Linked DNA regions of Capsicum annuum: region 2 is linked to region 1. A link is a contact called in public Hi-C data. All regions are on one chromosome and are shown on one strand. The core of a region is the stretch at or near the end of the contact, and the rest is flanking DNA. Distances in the headings are between cores, read along the strand shown.

Region 1 (5,978 bases), core at 814-3,313:
CACAGTTCAAAAAAAAATAAAAAAAAGAGGGAACCACATCAGCCCATTCTCTACTTAGGATATGGTGCTACTGTCTAATTACTGCAATTTTACGTTTATAGATAGGTTGGGTAGAAACACTCCGCTAAAATAAAATTGAAAAAGAAGTCCCAAAGGTATCGGATTAAGAGAACTACTCCAAATCGAACTGACAAAATTGAATGAAAAATCTATTAATATGCATGAGTTCTCTTATATCATGTTTGCACAGGCCGTAGTAGATGCCATGGGAACTATTCTATTAGGAGCACCTGTTTGCTTAGAGTATGTAATCCTGTAGTGCTTATATCTTTTATAATGATGCTGAAGCCTGAAGCCTTTTTAGTTGAGGTTGGACGCAAAAATAGATCTCATCTATCCTAAACACATTGCATAATCATCAGTTGTCTCTTTGTTTCACAAAAAATGCCAAAAATTGGCAATTTAAACGTTCTGATGAGTCGCTACTCATTATATATCACACACCTAGATATGTTTTCGCTGTAAAATCTACTGTAAACACTCTTTCTATTTGCTAGTGCAACAATAAGCTACCATAATATATGCATGTTGATACTTGATTCTTTATTTCTCTATGGCTAAAAGGTCTGCTAAATGCATATTACTTTCTCCTGGTTCTAGCAGCAAAGTAGAGCTAAACATGAAGGAATTCATTCTAGGAAATGTTGTGGATGCTATTGTGAGTCAAGTAATGATTTTTCTGAAAGAGAAGAACTTACAGCTGCTGCGTGATATACCTGACCAGATCAAAACCCTTCCTCTATATGGTGATCAAATTAAGCTTCAGCGTGTTCTGTCAGACTTCTTGCTTACTATAGTTCATCATGCACCTTCTCCGGATGGTTGGGTGGAAATCAAGGTGTTACCTGGTTTAAGACTTGTACAAGATGGAAAGGAATTAATTCATATGCAGTTCAGGTAACTTGAGTGCTATTTGTCTATTGCTGTTTTTTCACATAAGAACATGAGCTTACTCATTTTATCCAGTCTCTGTCCTCTCAGGCAATGTTAATCTAATCAGCAGAAATATTACGGTGCTTTAGTCACATATCTGAATTTGTTTTCTGTTATCAAGACTCACTTTTGATCTTTCAAATCAGTTTTCCTTTGTAACTAAAACGTCTTTGTCATAATCCGCGAAACCACCTTGTATGACCTTACAATAACTATATGTATGGATTGTCATGACTTCTATTGATAAATGTTCCTGTAAAAATTAAACACACACTATTTTATAGAATGGCTCACCCTGGCCAAGGAGTACCTGCTGCTCTAATTGATGCCATGTCTGGAGGAAGAAATCGATGGACAACAGAAGAAGGAATCGCGTTGAATGTTTCCCAGAAACTTCTCAATATTATGAATGGAAACGTCCATTATGTCAGAGAGGAAAACAAATGTTATTTCCTAATTGACGTGGAACTCAAAACATCGAAATCTACACAAGTTCCGAGTTCAGAAGGAACTCAAGAAACAGAAATCTAGACAACATGGGCCATATTTTGATGTAGAGTGTGCTATCTCAAAGTACCTTTAGCCTTCCTCTGCACTTCAGGTTAAATGTCTCCCTTTTTTTTTTTTTCCGGTATTGTATAATGGAGAATATATCTGGTATTTCTAGAGCCTTGGAGTTGATTGTGATTCTCCTACCTTGTACATGATTACTGCTACTATCAGCAGAGCAGCACAGGATGTATTTTCATGTGGTTAGTTATGCAAGTTGTATATTTCTTGTATCATAACGCTCTAAAACTATCTTTCCAGATAAGATGCTCCAAAATTATGATGTTTTGCTGGATAGAAGAGTTCCATTCATTCAAGATTAACTTCTTTAAACCTCTTGCATGAACTATGTGTTTAAACATGGTGCCAATAATTTTTTTTATTTTTCCGGTAACTTATCCAGAGCTGGAAATGGAAAAAGATCCGTCAAGTTTTACTTCTCCCTCCGTCCCATATCACGACCTAGTAGAGCTAGTACAAGAGCATCTAGTAATAATAAATCTCAAATGTCTAAAAATAGTCCACAACATCTGTCTCGAAACAAGAGACTGCACAAAAAAGATAGAATGAAATGGGCGACTCTAACTCCAAGAGCAGTGATATGTTTACGTGCGTATCTCGATTAATCTATCGGATAGTCAATCTGCAAGAATCATCTACAAGCACATAATTGTCGTATTATTATTCTATACAGGGGTTGAAGGTGAAAAAAAAAAGAGATGCGTATTAGCATTCCATTACCTGATGTTCTATAGTCAAGTGCTAAATTATAGGTTTTCCACTAAAGAACAAGTTAAATGCTTGGTAAAAAGAGCAGTCCAATGCATCTCTGTAAAGAGTTGTTTTCACCGCTTCAATAATGGCAGCGACTTTACTAGTTACGTCAAGGCTCCCCTTCAGTTTCTCGTGATAAAAAGTAGAAATGAACCAAGCAATTTTGTCATACGGCTGTTCTAGAAGATTACGGTATAGTTTCTAGAAAAGTTTCACATAAATACCAAAAGCTTGATACAAAATGACAGCCAGTTTTCCTTCCCACTTTACATTTTTCAAGCATCCCCCCTCTCTTTACAGTTTTACCCCAATCCCCCAAATAAATGTTACAAAACTACAACCTTGCATCTGCATGCTATTTCAACTTGCCAAAGGATTACAACATGAACTACAAATGCTTTGATGCCACATAAGTTAGAACGAACCCGCTTCCTCATAGAGATTTCTACCCAAAAACACCTACTCACTATAGTACAACGAACTTCATACTTCTATTTTTGTGCCTCAAATCATGCTACTCTACACAATGTATATCGACACTTGTGCTAGCCAGCTGCACTCTCTTCAAGCCGCGAGCAAAAAAAACGTTTCAATGCCAACGCTAGGTCTTCTCCAATTTGTCAACTGGATCCTCCTCAGGCGGGCTACCTTGTGACCCCACCAAGTCTGACTCGTTTGACTGGGAGACTTGAATATGTACGCACCCTGATGACAGATGTTCTTGAACAATCTGCAGGAAAGTTTTCATCTTTAAGTTATAATTGTGTTTTGATGCAAAAGTTGCAGTTTCATGTTATCATCTTAGCAAAAAAATATTCAATCACAGAGCCTGAAAGAACAAAAAATCAAAGCTCGCTGACATGACTTAACACAACATTAACTAAAAGCAGGAAAGCAAACAGAGCAGATCTTGGGAGCAAGCAGAATCTTTTTTTTTCTCTGTTTTTGATGAGTAATCAAAGATTTTATAAACGCTTGCAGTGAGCCAACATCCACTATAGCCAACCTCTACCTCCAAACTGAATGTTGTTGTTTTCATGCTATCAGCTTTACTTAAAACCTTTTGAAACTTTGCTAGAATCATAAAACGAGACATAAAAGTAGTAATAATGTTATATTTCGCATGTTTAATTCTCAAGAAGATGGTCTATATTACCTGATCCCCCAATTCTGAGCTTTCCGAGTGGAAAAGGATTGGCCTACATCGCTTATCTTCATTCATCAAACTTGAATTCTGGAAGTGGGCTACAAGGGCCGTCTTTCCCTGAATCCGAGCATAAGCCAAAGCAGCCACTTTCTCACTATTGAATTTCTCCCACTTCTTTCCATTAAATGCCTGCACAGAGTGAACATTCAGCATAACACTCTTTGCTTCGAAAGTTCAAGACCGCAAAAACAATAGAACGAAGACACAATTAAGAAGGCATAGCAATCTATATATATAACCGGGAAGGCAGGAACTAACAAGGAGGGACATAGCTTCAAGCTCATAGCCCAATCACCTTTAGGAAAAGAAAGTAATAGAATACGTTTAAAAGAACAAACAAAAACAAACCTCATAAAATGGGATAATGAGTGATGGAGACAACATGTTGATAAATGCATATCCCACATTGCATTTGTTCTGCTCGCATGCAAGAATTTCCATCAGACTTTTGAGAAACAAAAAGAAAACCACAAAATCCTAACCACCATATGATTACCTTGAAGTCAATGGGAAGATATAGAAAATCAAAAGTGCCTTTATGTTGTTCGTCAATAGCCGCTAAAAGCATCTTGGAGGTGTACCTGGATGAAGACAATGTCAAGTGTTGCAGATGCTAAAATAATCCATACATAACAAGGTACAAGGTACAAGAATTTAGAAGTTGCTATTACTTGTTAGGAATATTTTTAATCATCAAAGTTGTCCGAGTATCTTCACCAGATCTAATCCTATTCAAGTCAAGTTGAAACAGCTTCTTGTTGTCCATCTGGTTCCCACTATTATTGTCAACACGTCGAGTGCGACTGCGTTCAGTCAGCCCCTCAAAGCCAGAAGCTGCATGTCCTGAGAAATGACCATTACCTAGGAATAAAGGACTAAGTCTTTGGGAAGACATCATGCCAAATCCAAGAGAACCATTGTCCGACATATTCCCTGGAATAGCAACGCCAGCATTCGAAGTAGTACGAGCACCATAATTAACCATCAAGCTTCCGTCACGAGGACCTATACCCATGCCTCTAAAACCTGTATTCAAGATTGATGAGTCTGGGTAAAAACCTAAGTGCCTATCAAAGGGAAGACCAGATGGAGCAGATCCAACATGGTGAAGGTGCTGATGATGATGCTGAGATGAACTGAGGAAAGATTTTTGATGATTTGACAAGGAAAACCTGTCGCCCTGACCACTAAATGTAAAAGAATTCGTCGAAGACTGGGTTTTCCAGGATGAAGAATTACTCTGTTGAGGATGCAACTTTGGACTGCCCCAGAGAAACTGTGGTCCTGATAGTGTTTCAACAGCAGAACCATTTGTATTTGAAGCACCAAAAGAGGACATTGTTCCACCAAACTGGCTTATATTAGGGTCGGGGAAAGAATGAGACTGAGGGAAGGGAGCAGCATGGTTTGAACCATTACGGAAATCTGCATGACCATTCATTGTGCGGTCCTCACCAATAGGTGCTACCCTCAAGGTATTTGTATTTGATGCACGAGGATTCAAAATTGAAGCTAACCCATGTAAATTATTGTCAATGGTAGGACTCAGGGATCTAAAGCCTGGTGAAGTGCCAGGACTTTGCGTGGAGCCATGCTCTACAGGGCTGCCAAATTGTGGCCAATTACCTGCCAGAAATAGAAGTAATGCCCATACTATCAGATAGCATAGCTGCAATTAAAGAAGATCAAAATTAATGAAGTCCATCCCCTCCCCTTTTCTACCGACCCAAATGAAAAAATAATAATAATACAGAACACAGGCACAAACAGAAGGAAAAGCAAGAACCTTAAATTGTCTCAGCATATATAGAAGTGGATTACGGCAGAGGATTAGGGCCTGTTCGGGTCGCTAATGTAGGGAGGTAATTGGTGGGGGTGTATTCCTGGTATGATTCCGTATTTCAATGTTCTGTTCTGTTCCGTGTTCCGTGTTCTATGTTTGTTACGAATCTGTGTGCTTTCCTCTGCTTTATATTCCTGCATTCCTGCTTTACTCTGTTTTATATTCCTTATGGCTGCAGTATCTATGTTATGTCATCTGCTTCTGTGCTGTACTATGTGTTTGTTTGATATCTCGTAACTTGAGCCGGGGGTCTTTCGGAAACAGCCTTTCTACTTCATCAGAGGTAGAGGTATGGACTGCGTACATCTTACCCCCCCCAGACCCCACAAAGTGGGAATACACTGGGTTTGTTGTTGTTGTTGTTGTGTATATATAGAAGTGGAAACCCACAGTGAACTTACCGGGGGAGGAATTACCAATTGAGGAACCCAATGGATGCCGAAAAGTCCAAGAGTCATCTTGTTCAGGTTCTTGATTTGACTGCAATATAATACTACAAGAGCAACACAAAGAAATAAAAAGGATGCCTAGATCAGACATCAAGATTCAAGAAACTAAATCCAAATATGTAACAGCGGAAAAACATCAAAATTCAAGAAACTAAATCCAGAT
Region 2 (5,634 bases), core at 2,109-4,608, 110 kb after region 1:
AGTGGAGTACCGCAGGCATATAGCAGAGTAATTAAGGATATGTATGAGGGAGCGAAAACCCAGGTGAGGACGGCGGGAGGAGACTCAGAGCATTTCACTGTCCTGACAGGATTGCATCAGGGATCTACTCTTAGTCCCTTTTTGTTTGCGCTAGTAATGGATGTGTTAACGCGGCGTATCCAAGGGGAGGTGCCGTGGTGTATGCTTTTTGCAGACGATGTAGTCCTGATAGATGAGACGCGAGGGGGTGTGAACGACAAATTAGAGCTGTGGAGGCAAACTCTGGAGTCTAAAGGGTTCAGGGTGAGCAGAACCAAGACAGAGTATGTGGAATGTAAGTTTAATGACGTAAGGCGAGAGAATGAGGTAGTGGTGAGGCTAGAAGCGCAGGAGGTAAAGAAAAGGGATAAGTTCAAGTACCTCGGGTCCGTGATCCAGAGTAACGGTGAGATTGACGAGGATGTCTCGCACCGTATCGGGGCGGGATGGATGAAGTGGAAACTTGCATCGGGGGTGCTGTGTGATAAGAAGGTGCCGCCCAAGCTTAAAGGTAAATTCTATAGGGTGGTAGTCCGTCCGGCCTTGCTGTATGGAGCGGAGTGTTGGCCAGTTAAGAACTCCCACACCCAAAGAATGAAGGTGGCAGAAATGCGGATGTTGCGCTGGATGTGTGGACTGACCCGAAGGGATAGAGCTCGGAACGAGACTATCCGGGAGAAGGTTGGGGTGACTTCAGTGGAGTGTAAGATGCGGGAAGCACGATTGAGATGGTTCGGACACGTGAAGAGGAGGGGCATGGATGCCCCGGTCCGTAGGTGTGAGAGGCTAGCGTTGGATGGTTTTAGACGGGGTAGGGGTAGACCGAAGAAGTACTGGGGTGAGGTGATTAGGCGGGACATGGAACAGTTACAGCTTACCGAGGACATGACCCTAGATAGGAAGGTCTGGAAGACGCGAATTACGGCAGAGGATTAGGGCCTGTTCGGGTCGCTAATGTAGGGAGGTAATTGGTGGGGGTGTATTCCTGGTATGATTCCGTATTCAATGTTCTGTTCCGTGTTCCGTGTTCTATGTTTGTTACGAATCTGTGTGCTTTCCTCTGCTTTATATTCCTGCATTCCTGCTTTACTCTGTTTTATATTCCTTATGGCTGCAGTATCTATGTTATGTCATCTGCTTCTGTGCTGTACTATGTGTTTGTTTGATATCTCGTAACTTGAGCCGGGGGTCTTTCGGAAACAGCCTTTCTACTTCATCAGAGGTAGAGGTATGGACTGCGTACATCTTACCCCCCCCAGACCCCACAAAGTGGGAATACACTGGGTTTGTTGTTGTTGTTGTTGTTGAACTCGGAAGATTCGGAAAATTCATTAATGGAATTCGAAAGATTCGAAAAATTCATTAATGGAACTCGGAAGATTCGAGAAATTTAATTTCATGTATGAAGCTATTTAATCTTCCATTAATGAAACTCGGAAGATTCAATTTCTATTAATGAAACTCGGAATTAAATTAGCGAGTTTCCGAATTTGAATCTTTCGAATCATCCATTGAGTTTCAATTAGCAAGTTCCATTAAATTATAACCATTGAGTTCTATTAAATTTCAATTCAACGATGGAGCAACCATTGTTGAAGAAAAGAAAGAAGAAGAATGAAAAATAAATAAAAATATAAAACTTAAATAATTATAAAATTAAGAGGCTGTTTGACAAAAAAAAAAGAGTTTAAAACGTTTTTAACATTGTTCACGTGCTCAATGCACGTGAATAACGCGCAACGTGTCAAGTGACAGATATATACCATTAAAATACGGAAAAAAAAGTCTGAGGGGATAATAGAACCCCCCGCAAAGTTCAGTGTGCTCAACTGGTAATCCGGTCAAACTTCAGCTATTTTCATGGGTATTATCTCTATTATTTTAAATTGAGGTTACATGATCAACGGGTAAGCATGTATTTGATTCTAATTTAGTTGAGACTGCGAGTAATAGTTGTGGCGTTGATTATTTTAACCTCATTTTAGATAAAAATAATGTCATATAAATTAAAAGAAAAATAAGTCATACATACTTATAGCGTAATGAATGCTCTTTTTAATAACCAACAATTTAGTTTAACATGTTATACTATTTATTTGATTTTGTTAATTAATAATATCAAATATATTGTGTAATTATTTTTTTTAATGACATAATTGTAAGACAATTTGGTGCACTTGGGGTTCAGAGAAAGATCGAGCCACTAGAACATGTAGCCTCCTGGTCACATGATAATAACTTTAACAGTTATTCCAAGTCTCCCTCCCAGGGACATTATTATAGAAACGAAAAAAAAATATTAATATCTCTGAACTATGATTAATGGTTCGTATATATCATTTGTTATACTTTGAATACACATATGCATCTACCGTTAGTGAAATAGTACGTGTATGCCCCTCACACTAATGACAGGGGTATATGTGTACCCAAAATATGACGACAGGTATATACGTACCATTTATCATAGTTTGGGAGTATTTTTTCCTTTTTTATCTCAAATAATTATCTGAAATTTACTATTGGACTCCGTCCCAATTATAATTCAAGAGATGCCTATCTAACAGTCGTATTTTTCCATCCCTATAACGACGTGCACATATAATACAATAACACTCACTACTGCCATTTAAAAAAAATAAATTAACCCATAACATCCAAGAATAACATCAAATAAATTGAACTCCTCACATTTCATTTTTTAGCAAAATTTCATCGGGAAAACAATATCCGCCACCAATCAACACCAGATAGCTAACATCTTCGTCGAATTAGAAACACCTCATCAATGAACCATTGTCGCACTCCTAGCTTTGGACACCTCCGACCTGATTAATCTCCACTTCCTCCAACTAGTAAACACCATCTAGCAGCAACGATCATTCACTGCAATTTGATTAGATTTCACGCTTAAGAGAAAAATAAAGGGAGTATCGGATTTGAAACAAACAATAAAGGTTGGGTCGAGTTGATTTGAAATGGGATTCGCTGAACATACGAGTCGAGGTTTGGGTTAATTATCCAAGATAAAAAATTAAAATAAAAAATGAACAAATATACCTCAAATCATGATAAATGGTACGTATTTATACATATATACCTTTCATCATATTTTTGGTACACATATGCCCATATCACTAGTGTGAGGAGCATATACACACCATTTTATCAATGGTCGGAGCATATATATACCCAAAATATGATGAATAATATATACATACCATTTATCATAAATATTTATCCTTTTTCCGTTAAAGAAATATTTTGTTTTTTAAGCACATTGAATTTAAACTCATTTTTTTTAATTCTTTTTTGTCCTTTTATTAATTACTTATAGTGTAGTAGATGGGGAAAAAGGAAGGGGGAGTAAAGAAAAAAGGAAATGGTATGTAATTAAAAGCTAAAAGCAGCTTTCTTTCATTGAAGCAGCAGCAGTAGTATACAACCTTTATTCAGATCAGATATATTGAATATACAAACAAATCAAGAAATCACAAAGATTACAGCTTACAGCAATGGATGCTTTGAGAAAGCAAGCTAGCAAATTCAGAGAGCAAGTCGCTAAACAGCAACAGGTACATCTTTATCCTTTTCTTGATCCAATTATACTCTTTTTCTTCTTTGGGGTTGCCACAATAGAATGTGAATATTCTTGAAATTCTGGTGTAATCTTTATGCTTTTCTTGATTCATTTAGCGGAACTCTAAAATGGGAAAATTTTATTTTTATTTTTTTAAAAACCCCTTCTTGGGGAATGGAGCTCTGACCTTTTTTAATCTGTTTCGTGGTGACTCGAACTCACAAGTGGAGGGTGGTTACTATCCGAGTAACTGCTTTTTTGAATTTTGGGTTGATAAGAGCTAATTGTGTATTAGCAAAGTCATTTTGGATTGGAATCATTGTCTTTTTTTCTTTATTACCACATCGGTTTACTTTTGAGCCTTATGAGTTTGGAACTTTGGTGGTCGATCGTGGTTTGATGTGTGAATGAATACTTGAATTATGGAGAATCATTGTATAACAGTAACCGGAAAAGTTGTTGTCATGTGATTATGAGGTCACGGGTTCAAAGTGTGGAAACAGCCTCTTGCAGAAATGCGAGGTAAGGCTACGTACAATAGAACCTTGTGGTTCAGTGATTCCCTAGACCTCACGCATAGAGGGAGCTGTAATGCACCAGGCTGCCGTGTTTCATTGTACAAGAGTAATTCATTTTCCGAGGAAATGATGAACTGAAGTTCAGAAGAGAGCGATGGAAGATTTTTAGTTTTATGGATTTCTATGCTTGTCAGTTTTTGTCTTTTGATTTTATGTCGAATTGAATGTGTTGCGAAAAAGTGCTTTTTTTGGATTTTAATCTCCCTAATCGTTTTGTTTACCTCGATAACTGAATAAAAATGCACTCACTTTGGGCTTTGGAATTGGTGTGGTAATACAAAATGGTACAAGGAGTACCGGTGGATCCATGATTTGAAGTTTATGGGTTGTAGATTCTAGCTCTATGATGTTAGTGGATTCTAAAGTTATAATTTGTACATGGTAAATGAATATTTTAAGGTAACTGCAATGTTTGAGCGAAGGTACTGGGTTCTACTGAAACTGTGATGTAAATGGTACATCCTCCCTTGTAAACCAAGTAACCAACATCCTCATTTGTCTGTAAGATAAAGGATGAAAAAATATCCTGTATCCTAACATTGAAACTTTACTATTAAAAAAAGAAAAACAAAAAAGAAGCAGCAATAATGAAATCTCCCACCTTACTCAAGAATTCAATTGAGTTATCGACATTTGGGAGATGTCACAAATTGTTTCTTTCCACAGTAAGTGTTAGTTTTATAGTGTCATAGATTGATTCTTACTTGCTTGTTATCTCGATTTGTAAACTTCAGGCAGTCATCAAGCAGTTCAGTGCAACTGGTTATGAAAGTTCTGATGTTATGGTCATTGATGAGATGGAGATGCAATTACATCATCAACTGGACAAGTTGTATAAGTCTACCCGTGAAAAAAGGGTAAGGATTCTGTCACATAATGTAAATAAAGCCTGTTCGTTGTCTACAACTTTTTTTCGTGTATTATAATGTTTGATGTTCAGTCATTTACGTTCTAAGTGTGAAATTTAATAAAGTATATTCCTGACTGCAATTTATTTACTTGCAGAAAATAACTGCTAATATATTCTTTTAGCATGTAATAGCTAATTAAAAGATTTAGTCATTATCAAAGGCCTTCACTTTGCTCTTCCTGCTTCTTGCCAGCTAGATTTACTTATTATCAAAGGACTCAGGTTACAAAAACACTAGGTGATCTCTTCCCATTTGTCCTAGCCTTGGTGGATAGAGTTAACGGGTACCTATTGCTATTGGGAGGTGACAGGTATCCCGTGAAATTAGTCGAGGTGCGCGAAAGCTAGCCAGGACACCACGGTTATCAAAGATAAAGAAGTTCCTTCTGCCTATTCGTAGGCAGTCTTATGCTGCCAACCCGCCAAAAGTTCTTTTTTTTTTTCTAGTATTGTTTATTCTCAGAAGAAGCATCTGTTATAATCTTGTTTGTCGGCACAAAACAAACACGAGAATGTTTGACATATGT

The links. A called contact is a pair of places that touch in the nucleus more often than the background predicts.
Region 2: a contact with region 1 is called in a Hi-C map of leaf, with 1.9 times the contacts expected there. The contact joins the promoter of LOC107859155 here to the enhancer-like site in region 1. A contact is called at or near these places in 2 of 5 Hi-C or Micro-C datasets (leaf and placenta).

The regions. Positions count from the first base shown.
Region 1 is chr2:121,276,373-121,282,350 of UCD10Xv1.1, forward strand. It overlaps LOC107859147 (phytochrome E), which reads left to right. Exons shown (of 3, transcript XM_047406772.1): 2 at 664-957; 3 at 1,278-1,875. The coding sequence ends at 1,524. It overlaps LOC107859148 (protein MEI2-like 5), which reads right to left. Exons shown (of 12, transcript XM_016704059.2): 7 at 5,768-5,859; 8 at 4,195-5,149; 9 at 4,020-4,104; 10 at 3,872-3,940; 11 at 3,473-3,652; 12 at 2,512-3,046. The coding sequence ends at 2,918. Among protein-coding and RNA genes, the nearest start is that of LOC107859147, 4.7 kb to the left of the region's middle. Within about 2 kb of position 2,064, at least 2 of the 5 cell types and tissues checked have an H3K27ac peak or open chromatin away from gene starts, as enhancers often do. A contact at or near this core is called in leaf, where this site is marked.
Region 2 is chr2:121,386,321-121,391,954 of UCD10Xv1.1, forward strand. It overlaps LOC107859155 (SH3 domain-containing protein 3), which reads left to right and starts at 3,359. Exons shown (of 10, transcript XM_016704073.2): 1 at 3,359-3,614; 2 at 4,932-5,054. The coding sequence starts at 3,555.